Regions from separate parts of the Mus musculus genome. Here regions 2 and 3 are each linked to region 1. A link is a contact called in public promoter capture Hi-C data. All regions are on one chromosome and are shown on one strand. The core of a region is the stretch at or near the end of the contact, and the rest is flanking DNA. Distances in the headings are between cores, read along the strand shown. Region 1 holds the start of Mrpl9 (mitochondrial ribosomal protein L9). Region 2 holds the start of Acp6 (acid phosphatase 6, lysophosphatidic). Region 3 holds the start of Polr3c (polymerase (RNA) III (DNA directed) polypeptide C).

What was found. Promoter capture Hi-C pulls out the DNA fragments that hold promoters and counts their contacts. Capture Hi-C pulls out chosen DNA fragments and counts their contacts.
Region 2: a contact with region 1 is called in a promoter capture Hi-C map of adipose tissue, with 5 times the contacts expected there. The contact joins the promoter of Acp6 here to the promoter of Mrpl9 in region 1. A contact is called at or near these places in 1 of 484 Hi-C or Micro-C datasets (B cells) and 2 of 9 other capture datasets (adipose tissue and pancreatic islet).
Region 3: a contact with region 1 is called in a promoter capture Hi-C map of hippocampal neurons, with 2.8 times the contacts expected there. The contact joins the promoter of Polr3c here to the promoter of Mrpl9 in region 1. A contact is called at or near these places in 2 of 39 promoter capture datasets (erythroid cells and hippocampal neurons) and 1 of 9 other capture datasets (liver).

Annotation. Positions count from the first base shown.
Region 1 is chr3:94,441,350-94,445,114 of GRCm38.p6, forward strand. It overlaps Mrpl9 (mitochondrial ribosomal protein L9), which reads left to right and starts at 1,987. Exons shown (of 7, transcript NM_030116.2): 1 at 1,987-2,145; 2 at 2,310-2,466; 3 at 3,238-3,362; 4 at 3,552-3,602. The coding sequence starts at 2,002.
Region 2 is chr3:97,156,736-97,160,500 of GRCm38.p6, forward strand. It overlaps Acp6 (acid phosphatase 6, lysophosphatidic), which reads left to right and starts at 2,042. Exons shown (of 10, transcript NM_019800.4): 1 at 2,042-2,630. The coding sequence starts at 2,433. It overlaps n-TEctc12 (a tRNA gene), which reads left to right and starts at 1,350; the gene lies at 1,350-1,421.
Region 3 is chr3:96,725,580-96,729,344 of GRCm38.p6, forward strand. Polr3c (polymerase (RNA) III (DNA directed) polypeptide C) reads right to left here and starts at 1,860. Exons shown (of 15, transcript NM_028925.1): 1 at 1,770-1,860; 2 at 255-420. The coding sequence starts at 401. Rnf115 (ring finger protein 115) reads left to right here and starts at 2,032. Exons shown (of 9, transcript NM_026406.3): 1 at 2,032-2,331. The coding sequence starts at 2,230.

The DNA of each region.
Region 1 (3,765 bases), core at 737-3,236:
GCTCTAATTGTACTTCAGGACCTCTCCACAAGAGGGAAGTCATGCCTGTTTCTGGAAACTTAAGATGTTCCTGCCTAGTGAGGTCATGGATCTTGGAGGAGAACCTATAACTACCACCCTACTAAACCAGCATAATCTCTAACTACATTCTAAAACGTTATCCTTCTTCCCACAGATAAGTGTAGTTCTTGCCACTCATCAAGGAAACATCTTTGTAACAAGTGGACATCGTTACAGAAACTACAACCATCAAAACGGAGAGTTGTGAAACGCACTCCCAACTGATACATCTATAATATACCTGCATCTCAAGTTTAGGGATTGTTGTAGAAGAGGAGGCAGAACAATTCTATGAAGTAGAGGAACAGGAAGTTTGCTATGAGATTGTGTCTCCTAAAAATGTCAGGGGCGCTACATCTGTGAATTCTTACCAACATTGCTACCTAAACAAGACCTGAACAAGGAGGACACTAATATACTAATATACTAATGAGAAAGGAAAAAGCTCACAAGGCCTCAACCCTAGACAAAGAGCTACAGGCAAGAAAAGAATGCTGAGAACAGGAGAAATAATCTTCCCCAGGGAAGAGCACACCAGTTGGTTACCCAATACGAAATGATCAGCCCTGAAAACATACATACGTACAAGTAAGAATGTACAGACTGAGCAGATTATATTTATATATTTAAGAATGTATAAACACAAATATAAATAACAAGGGGAAAGAGTCCATGAATCTGAGAGAGGAGGAGAGGGGTTAGAAGGAGAAAAAGGGTAAAATTATATAATCTCAAATATACAAACGTGTAAAAATTTTAAAATAATAAGATGTTTCAAAGAATGGAGGAAAACAAAACAACAAAATGGAATTCTCATCAGCTGTAACAGGAACACCTGCAGGTAGGGCAGTTTATAAAGAATGGGGCATACATTACGTTTTAAATGTCTGTTAGACATATAAGATGATGATGAATAAGAAGTTGGGTATTCCAATGTGAAGTTTGTGGGAGCCTAGGATAAGAATTTGGACATCACTGGCATATAAATAGCGGTTAGCCATAAGGTGAACTGAGAGCATCAAGACACTGGATACTAAAAAGAATGAAATTCCACATACTGAGTGCTGGGTGCAAACAATTAAAAGACTGTTGAAGACTTGTCCTGAATACCAAGGAAATGCGTGTAGGTCAGTCTATGTAAGTGCACATAAAATGGAGTGTAGCACATCTTTCCACACTCCTTTATAGACCCTCATTTTATAACCATCTATTAAGCACAAAGACTCCACAGAAGGACCTGCTTGTGCCTAACAGTAGTTTCTTTTTCTCTACAGTTTGTCTCCTGCAACTCTTTAAATATTAGCTTAAATACAATAGTAACAATATCATGGAAAGTTGCAGAGTTTTTAGAGGATCCCATCCTTCGACTACTTTTAGAAAGATTCAAGGGAAAATTGAGAGTGACATCCATATTTTAGTGTTCAGAAATTATAGCATGTCAAAATTAGAAGTGATCCCAGTACCTAGAACTAAACCAAACCACTTATATTGTTATCATTGGTTTTTATGGATAAAAATCCTCCTCCTCACCAGTTAATTATTATTATTGGTCTCGCTATGTAGCCCTGGCTGGCCTAGAGCTTGAGATGTAAACCAGATTAGCTTGAACTTGTCCTGCAGGAAGATTACAGGGTGCGCCAAGCCCCCTCCGCCTCTTTTTTTAAAAGTGAAGCCAAAAAAAAAAAAAAAAAAAAAAAAAAGTACGTTTTCCACTGTCGGTCCACGCAAAGCTCTGTGGAAAGTGGTGACAAAAAAAAAAAAAAGCAGTTCTCTCCGCTGTCCTATCGTCGGCGTGCAAGGCGGGGTTGCGGCAACTCTCCCACTCCCCATGCCCAGGTCTCAGCGCAGCCTATATCTATACCACTCAGGCGCGCCGCGGGCAGCCCAGAGGCGCAGCTGCGCATGCGCGGGGTCCTTCTTCCGCCTGTCCGCTCCGCTGTCATGGCGGCCTCTGTGGCTCCCGGGGTTAGGACTCTGTGGTGGGCAGGTGCTGCTTGGCTGCGTCAAGGAGGCATCCGGGAGCTATTCCGGCCGCGAATTGAAGGGAGTACCCCGGGGCGTGACTTCAGTCTCTCTCATTATCAGGTGAGGGCCGGCTGGGGCTTGGGTCCTACACGGTGGGGGACAGGAGTGTCGTTCGTGCCAGACTCAGACTGCGGGGCTGGGGGGCAGACTTTCCTGGGGACGCCGGCGGGGTGGCGGGTTGTTCTCTGCGGACACTCGCTCACCCCAGCCTCCCTGACCACCAGAGCACGGTCATCGTGGAGCGCTGGTGGAAGGTGCCGCTCGCCGGGGAGGGCCGAAAGCCGCACCTGCACCGGCGTCACCGCGTGTATAAGTTGGTGGAGGACACGAAACACCGGCCCAAAGACAACTTGGAGCTCATCCTCACGCAGTCTGTGGACGGTAAGGCTTGGGCCCAGGTACTGACCCCTTCCCCTGTCCCTGTCCTCTGTCCCCTGCTCTTGTTTGACGTTAACCGCTTCCTGCCTCTCTTTTGTTGCTTTGTTTTTACTACTTTGTGGTTCTGGTGAGAAAAAAAAAGTCACGGAAAATTAAAACGTGTGTGCAATATTGTTAACTGTGTAAAGAGAAGCCTAACAGTTCGCAGCACAAACAGTGACATTCTTTGATTGAACAGCTCAGTCTGCACCAGTTTTTAAGCTAGACGTGTGACAAGTGTAGTTCCTAATAAATGCATGGTGTGTGTGTGTGTGTGTGTGTGTGTGTGTGTGTGTGTGTGTGAGAGAGAGAGAGAGAGAGAGAGAGAGAGAGAGAGAGAGAAAGAGAAAGAAGGGGGGCGCCAAAGGTCCACCTTATTTGATACAGGGCATGAGTTGAGCCCCCAGGGATGTAGGTATTACCTCCCCTCAGTGCTAAGGTTATGGACAATATCCAAACTCAGATCCTCTATGCAGCTGGCACTTTAACGACTGGACCTTATAACCTGCCCTAGTAAATTGACGGTGGTGGTGGTGGTGGTGTTTGTAAGGAAGAATAAAAACTGTGAGAAAGTAAGGGCTGTCTCTTTTCTATGCCCCTCCCTTTTGGTGATGCTGGAGATGTACCCCAAGGCCTGAGTACACTAAGGCACAGCCTTTACCTGTGGCTGATCCCATGATCATCTTTTCCATAGCCTGCAGAGATTTCATCTGCCATTCCCGTTCTCATTGACAGAAATTGGAGTCCGGGGTGATCTGGTCTCAGTGAAGAAATCTGTGGGTCGTAACAAGCTCCTTTCTCAGGGACTGGCAGTGTATGCTTCTCCTGAAAATAGGAAGCTGTTTGAAGAGGAGAAATCGGTGAGCTCAAAGGACCAAGGGGTTTGGAAAAATAAAACTTTAAGGTACCTGCTAGGAAGTCCTTCCTTTTGTTGTTTAATTCAAAGATGAAGTAACAGCTAGAACCCAGAAGCCCACCAGTTCCCAGCACAGCTGGGCTGTAATTACTCAGTGTGGCGCATTGCTTCTACTCAGTTTCATCTCTTTCAGCTGAGACGCGAAGGAAAACTGGAGAAGATCCAGACAAAGGCAGGAGAGGCGGTGAGTAGGAAGTTTTTATTGATTCCTCATGGAGGTCATCGCCCTCCTGAGTCCCTGATGGCCTTCACGTCTGCTTATTGTTACACACAAGGATGAGCTAAAGTAGTATTGTGGCTGATGCTCTGTGTAGCTGGTATGGAGTCCTCTGGAACTGCTGTGTTGG
Region 2 (3,765 bases), core at 792-3,291, 2.7 Mb after region 1:
GCCAGATACCAACCTTCCATTGCCTTGAAGGCTCTCCAGCGTGCTAAGAAAGCCAAAGAGGCTGAAGCTGCTCCAATACTAGGATCTGTTTATACTGAAACTGTACTATGCTTTCCCTCACCTGTCTGAGGGCCACCCTCCCCAGCTGGAGGAGTTCCAAGGCACTACTCAGGTTCCAATGTCGTATTTCCCAGGGCCCCTGAAGGTCTCGGTTTGTCTTGTGTTTTATTTTGGATCTTAAGTGTTTACCCAAAAACTCATGTACTGAAGGTTCAGTCTCAAATGCAGCAGTGTCCACAGTGGGTCTCTTGTGGGGAGGCAGTGACTCTATCACAAAGTTTCTCTCTCACCTACGACCTTGACTGGCTCTTAAAGAGGTAAGACCTAGTTGAAGGAGTGGGTCTGAGCTAGGATAGGGCAAGGAAAACTATTGGGACACAAGAAGACAAGGGGGTCCCCACTCTCACTAGTCATCAAGCAAGGATTCCTTTACTGAAGGCCATTCTCCCCTTGTGGCTGTAAATCCACAATCTGAGACTCTCACTAGAAACCGCAGGGGCTCCTGGTTTTACCTTAGCAGACTCTAATCTAGATGAGGTTCCCTGAAGTTGTCCTCTAGTTGCACCAGAAACCAGAAGGGGTCAGGGTGAAGTGTAGCAACCCTTCCAGATGTGAAGGAGGTGGGGTGGGGTGTGCTTCTCTCTCTCTCTCTCTCTCTCTCTCTTTTTCCCCAGACATGGCTTCTCTGTGTAGCCTTGGATATCCTGGAACTCAACTGTAGAGCAGGTTAGCCTTGAACTCACAAAGATATGCCTGCCTCTGCTTCCTGAATGCTGAAATTAAAGGCCTGCACCACCACGCAGGGCCAAGATGTATCTTGAGAGTCACTAAAAGAATGTATCTGGTAACTGCTAAGACATTTTGCTGTGAATCTCTTATGGGAAGCCCAGACCCATCCACAGGTGTCTTGTTCTCTCACTAAGCATCTCTCTGTCATAGCTCTTTTGCCTAAAATCGGTTACAAATGGCTTCTAATAAACTGAGACTATTCTGTGAGAAGCCCATAGCCATGTAAGGTGTGTTATGTTCTTTTTTTTTTTTCTTTTTTTTTTTTTTTTCCTGTTGCTTTTCTTTCCATTCCAAACAGACTTCAAGTCTATTTTTTACTGGTTTGCTTTGAAATTCATTTCGAAGTTGAAGCCCACGATACTGTTCCGCAGTTAAAAGATTAGGAGAATGCCTTCAGATGTTGACAACACTACCGCCATTCCTCCAGGCCTCTCCTGACACTCTTTGGTGGCTCCAATCCAGGTCTACTATCTTCCCTCTCAAGCCTCTGTCTCCTAACTTCCCTGGTGGTCTAGTGGTTAGGATTCGGCGCTCTCACCGCCGCGGCCCGGGTTCGATTCCCGGTCAGGGAAATACTGTTTTTTCTCTCACAATTTTCTAAAAAAAGTACTTAATAATCACTCGAGAAAAAACAAAAAACAAAAACAAAACAAAAAAACCGCTGGCTCTAATGCTTTGCGCATGCCCCGAGAGTGCTCTACCGCTGAACTACATCCCTAGCTCAATTTTCTTAAACAAAATGGGGAAAGGGAATTTCACAAATAGGAAGCACTCAGCTGATAGATGTTTCAGGTCTTGACTTTAGTAATCTTGCTTTGGGGACTTCAGGGAATTCTTCCACATTCAAACTACTCCCCTTGCCCACCAATCCTAACACTGCCTCCCCTTACCCTCATTTCCTCCCTACTCACCCCAGGCAAAGCCTCAAGGGAAAAAAAAAAAAAAACAGACGAAATCCCTTAATTACCCGGGGCTTCTTGGCAGCCTTAAATTGAAGACTGGCGGGACTGGGAGTGGAACGTGGGAGGCGTGGGGGGGGGGGGCGGGACCTTAAGCATGGCGGGGGGCCGACGGAACTGCCCTCCCTGGGGACCTCGGCCGCGCATAGCATTGTGGAAGTTGTAGTTTTTACGGGTCTGAGTTTCCAGATCGGACGAAGTCTCAGGACTCACTTTCCCGTGCTCCTGTGCGCAGACTTAATTGGAGCAGGTCCGTGGGAGGTCAGGAGATTGCGTGGGGAGCTTGGTTATAAAATGTGGACCCGAATCCCGGGTGTCCGAGGAACTTCTGCTTTTGCGGCCTCCCCTTCACACGGTTTGAAGTGCAAGTTTCAGGTCCAAGTAACTGCCCTGACTGAGCCTGCATGCAGTAGGGGCGGCCGGCAGACGCTAGGCTTAAACTACTAGACAATCTTTCTGCTCCCACCCCTTTCTCTCCACCTCCGGCCTGACTGTCGCTGGGTCGCCCCGCTAGAGTCGCTTGTTCTGAGAGCTTGGATGCACTTGCCCTCCAGTTCCCGCGAACTTCTGAGTAGCTGCTGAGCCGCGTTGCCTGCGGAGCCCTCAGCTTCCACAGCCTCCATCATGCGCGTGTGGGTCCCCGTGGGTGTCCTGACCTCGCTGGCTTACTGCTTCCACCAGCGGCGGGTGGCCCTGGCCGAGCAGCGGGCTCCTAATGGCCAGCGTCCGGTGGACCGCAACCTACTGGAGCTGAAAATGGTGCAGGTGGTGTTTCGACACGGGGCACGGAGTCCGCTCAAGCCTCTCCCGCTGGAGGAGCAGGTGAGAGGCGGCCCACAGAGGGGTTCTTGGGGACACACTTTAGCGTCCCCCGTCGGGGCTCGGGCTGGGTCCAGACCAGAGGGAAACAACAGTAGACTGGCCCTCAGGCTGTGGCCTGGAGTCATCATCCCATGCTCATCCCAAACCACCGGTGTGGTGTGTAAGCCTTCCTGGCTAGGGCAGCCCCTGCCCCCCAAACTTTCAGTTGCTTGGTGTAGTGAAACTTTTCAAAGATGCATAAGAATGTCCCAGGCGGGGGTTCTTATTTAAATGCAGATTCTGATTCTGCGGATGTGGAGTTGGGTCACGTTTCGTAGTTCTGTGGTTGAACTTGAGTTCAAGGACCTTGTAAGTGCCTGGTTGTTAATAACAGAGATCATTGTACCAGGAGATACCTTTAGTGCTTCCGCAGTACAGAGCAAGCTGGCACCTTTGGAACCAGATCTTAATACAGATTTTTCTTGTGGGCTTGCCAGAGACCATTTGAGATCTTGTGAAGTCTTATTGCGGACAAGGACTGTATCTTGGGGTTCTTTAAGGTCAGGTTTAGAAATCTGGAAAGGATTTGTGGTAAGAAGGAGGGAAAGTTAATTAACTAATTTTGTGGCTATAAGTCAGGATAATTATGATTAAAGCACAAATAATTAGCTTTTTGTTTAAAAAATAACCCCTAACAGTATACAAGAAAAGGGCACCAGAAGTCCCTAACACCCCGGGTTGAATTTACCCATGGAGTCTGTATTTGTTCAGTTGCAAATACTCTTAATGGTCATTTCTGTTTTCCTGAAGGGCTGTGAGTTATAGTTTCAACCCAAGATCTGGTCTTTAAAGAGGGTTACACATGAAAAAGCCAAGCAACCAGGGCAGCTCTCACATAAATAAATATCTTTTAGCAGGTGTTTGTTTACCAGGTCTCCAGTTAGCCTGTTCCTATGGCTGTACTACTTTCTGTCTGGCACTGCAACCCACTCTACGCCTTTAACATTAGATCTCTCAGGTTGTCTTATCATTTTGTCTACACATGCCCACCTCTTTGCACCCCTCCTCTCTCTCTATTCTTATTAAAGAGTGTTAGAGAGATATATTTATGTTTTAGACAAAGTTAGCAGTAATAGCAGAGAATAAAAGTTTGTCT
Region 3 (3,765 bases), core at 610-3,109, 2.3 Mb after region 1:
TACCCCACCAGTAGACTTACTGTGAATAAATGAGTGTGGCATGGGAACAGCCAAGATGAGCTAGGAACACCACAAGCGGCAGTACACGGGGCCTAAGTACAATACCACACCCCACCCCACCCACTGTGGTACTGACCACAGGGCAGACGGTCTCTGTTCATACTTTCTAGGGGAAGGAGTTCTCCTGTCCAAAGGTACTTGAAGGAAATGATTGAAGAAGTTGAAGAGGAACAGACTCTCTTATCTAAACATACCTGGTCCAGGGATGCTTTTGTGTCGTGGGCAATTACTCTAAGTGGCTGGCTTCCAGTTCTGACTAGGTGGACTCCAATTTTTTCTACAATCTCACCAAAATGCTCTTGCAGCAACAAAGAACACAGTTTAATCTCTGCTTGAGTCATCGTTCTTAGAGCCTCAGAACTAGGAAAGAACAACAATATAAATTCACATATTTTTTTTCTAGAGGGCAACTTGACAATATAAATCAAACCCTCTATATATTAAGGCATATATTTGCCTTAATATTTATAAGTTGAGATCCTTTGTTCCAAGGATGTAGTAAAAACCATGCCATGAGTTCTCTTCACAATACTGGCATTGACATAAATAATCTAGCATCTATCAATAAATTATAGTATAACCTTAAGAGAGTATACTATGCCAACATTTAAAATGACTTCATACAATATAACTACCATAAAATATTCCTAATGTGTTGTCATTTAGTAATTGCAATGGTCAGATATGATGGTGTACACTGCCTGTAATTCTTGCACACAGGAGACCAAAGTCAAAGAATCAATAGTTCCAGGTCAACCTGGGCACAAAGTGAGTTCAAAGCCAGCCTGTGTTATACAGCAAGACTCTGGTGGGTAATACACCCACCACCCACCAAAACAAAGAACTAGAAAACTAGACATCAAATTTGTTTTCTAAAGCCAGGTATGGTGGTGCAAGCCTACAATTTCAGCACTTAGGAGGTGGAAGTATGAGGGTCAGGAGCTCATGGTTACATATTGAGTTCAAAACCAGGTTGGCTACATGAGATCCTATTAAAATTAAAAAAAAAAAAAAAAAAAAGGCAAGCCATCCTCCCCTATATATGCCATTTATTTTAATGGGAATATATGTGGTTTGTGGTTCCAATAATCTTTAAAGACTGGATTCATCTCGGTATGGTGGCTAACATCTGTATTTCCAGCACTAAAGCTAGAAGACTGTCATAAACTGAAGGCCAGCCTGGGCTACATAATAAATACCAAGCAAATCTGGTCCAGAGTGAGACCTTTAAAAGCAAAGGGGGAGGGAAAGTGCGAATAACTTTCTGTCACAGATACAAAGACCTAAGGCTCATGACCCAGTGGGGTACAACTTATTCCCAAGCCATAAACCACGACTTAGATAGATAAAGTAAAAAAAGAGCTTCTTAGGGTATTTCAATTAGGAGATGAAGTTATGTTCCATTGAGAACCATATTAAATTTTTACATCATGAGACACAAGCAGGAATGGGTGTAGTTGATTTTGAAATTACCTCCCTATCACAAGCTCCAACTCTCTCGAACCTAAATTTTTGTCCCTCTTGCCACAGTGTCGCAGAGAAGACTATTTCACTTAGCCACACACACGTCTTTGGAGAAACATCCTTAGACCAGTTGCCATCCTTGAATGCATTTCCTGGCTCCTCTCCCTTCATGCAAGTTTCTGTTCCGGACTTTGTTTCTTGGCCCTGAGTCAGGGCCTCCTCATTCCGGCAGCGTTTTCACTAACCTCAGGGTCGGGGCTAATTTAGAAGCTCCAAATGTTGTCCTCCCGAGGCCAGCAGCCTCAGCTCATGAGCTTCCCATCGCCCCTTCTTAGAAGTAGAGCACCATCCAGGCGGACGCGGAAGGGTCAGAGCACGGGCCGCTCTAGCCGACAGTGTCGGTGGTTTCCGGGGACGCTCTTTCTCTCCTCTCGTTGGGAGGCTGGAGGACCGGCCAGGGGCTGTCTGAGGTGCCGGCGGGCGGGCTCTCCTCTGCCTTTGGTGCCGGGAGGCGGGCCTCGGGTCGCGTGGCCGCTGGCGGGCGGGCCTCTCGGGGCCGGGCGGACTCACGTGACCCTTGCGGGCCTCGGAGCGGCGGGCCGCCCAGAGGAGGCGGCGACGGCGGTGGCGACCGCAGCACGGGAGGTAGCGGCCTGGGGAGGGACCGCCGGCCGCCCTTTCGGACATCCTCGGCGGAGGCGAAACATGGCGGAGGCCTCGGCGGCGGGGGCGGACGCGGGCTCCGCTGTCGCCGCACACCGTTTCTTCTGCCACTTTTGTAAGGGCGAGGTCAATCCCAAACTACCGGTAAGAGCCCCGTGTGTCCCGCGCTCCGGCGCCGCGTAGGTCCTTGGCTCCTAGGGCTGGAAACCGGGTCTTAGGCTGCCCGCACACCCGTGATTCCCTTGACACCGGTGTTCTCGGTACCTGCTGCCCGCTGTCTCCGGGCACTGGTCGCAAACCCTGGGCATCAGGGCCAGGGTCCTGCCTATCCCTCATTTCCGCGGCGTCTCCAATCAGCCCCTCATTTCGCTTCCGCTCTTTAATACCACCCCCATCTTTTTTTGTCTCCTCGGTGAATTCTCGGGCAAATCTGCGTCCAATTTGCTCTCAGTCCCCTTCCTTGTCTTTTCGCGATGACCTATCCCCTGTACTCTTTCCGTTTTTGCGGCTCACCTACTCTTTATTTTTCTTCCCACTTCTCAACCAGATCCTCCCCCCTTCTGCATCCTCAGTGAGCCGAAATAGCATATTGCTGAGGACTTCTTAGTAGGTTTTGTTGAAGTACAGAAAGAGGAGGTTTGGAAGGTAACAGGGAAGAGGGAGATTTTGTTCTTCAGTGGTTTTTGGGTTCTTGTGAAAGTGAAAATAGCAGTGTACCAATGACTTGCAGACTGCGCTCCCTGTTGCTATCGAAGGAAATGGCTTTGGGAAGAAGGTAGGACGTACTGTCTCAACTTATTTTGGATATCACGTTGCCAGTGTCTTTAGCTCCACTTTCCTAGCCCACCCCCTCCATTTTTTTTTTTTTTCTGCCCAGGAAAACAAAAAAAGAACAGAATGTTGGGACTGCTTTCTCTGATATAAAATTGGCTCTGCCAGGCTGTCAGCCAATAGAGAGGTAGGGCTATGCTTTAAGAAAAGGTTTCTGCAGCATGCTAGCCAGTGCCAGCGCCCCCAATTATAATAAGCCTTTTTCTTGTTCGGTGGCGACATTTCTTAAAACGAGTGGCTATGTCATAATTTATTTTATAATCACAGTATCTTGAATACATGGTGTCTTTCTGTTTTTTGTTTGCTTTTTGCACCAAAGTCTCACCATGTTGTCCTGGCTGTCCTGGAACTTGCTTATTCGGATCAGGCTGGCCTAGAGCTCACAGAGGTCTGTCTGCTTCTGCCTTCCTAGGGTTGGGATTAAAAGTGTGCACCGCCATTCCTGGCTTTGAATACACTCTTAAGAGAAGGCCGACTAAGTTTCTGTGTCATAATTAGCTATATCTACTGTGGGTTGGTTTCATTTGCTGCCTTTGCTTTATGCTGATGTGCTGTCTGCCATATTTCAACTTGGGAAAGTTTTTTCCCCCAGCATATATTAGAACTCACACTCTAGAGAGGGAGTCTGGAATTGAGCCACTGTGTGTGTAAGATCAGTGACATGTTATTGAATGTGATGGATGCCCTGTTTAAAACATTAGCCCTTGGATCTGTAAGTGTGCACTCAAGGATTTGCCTTTCAGAGTG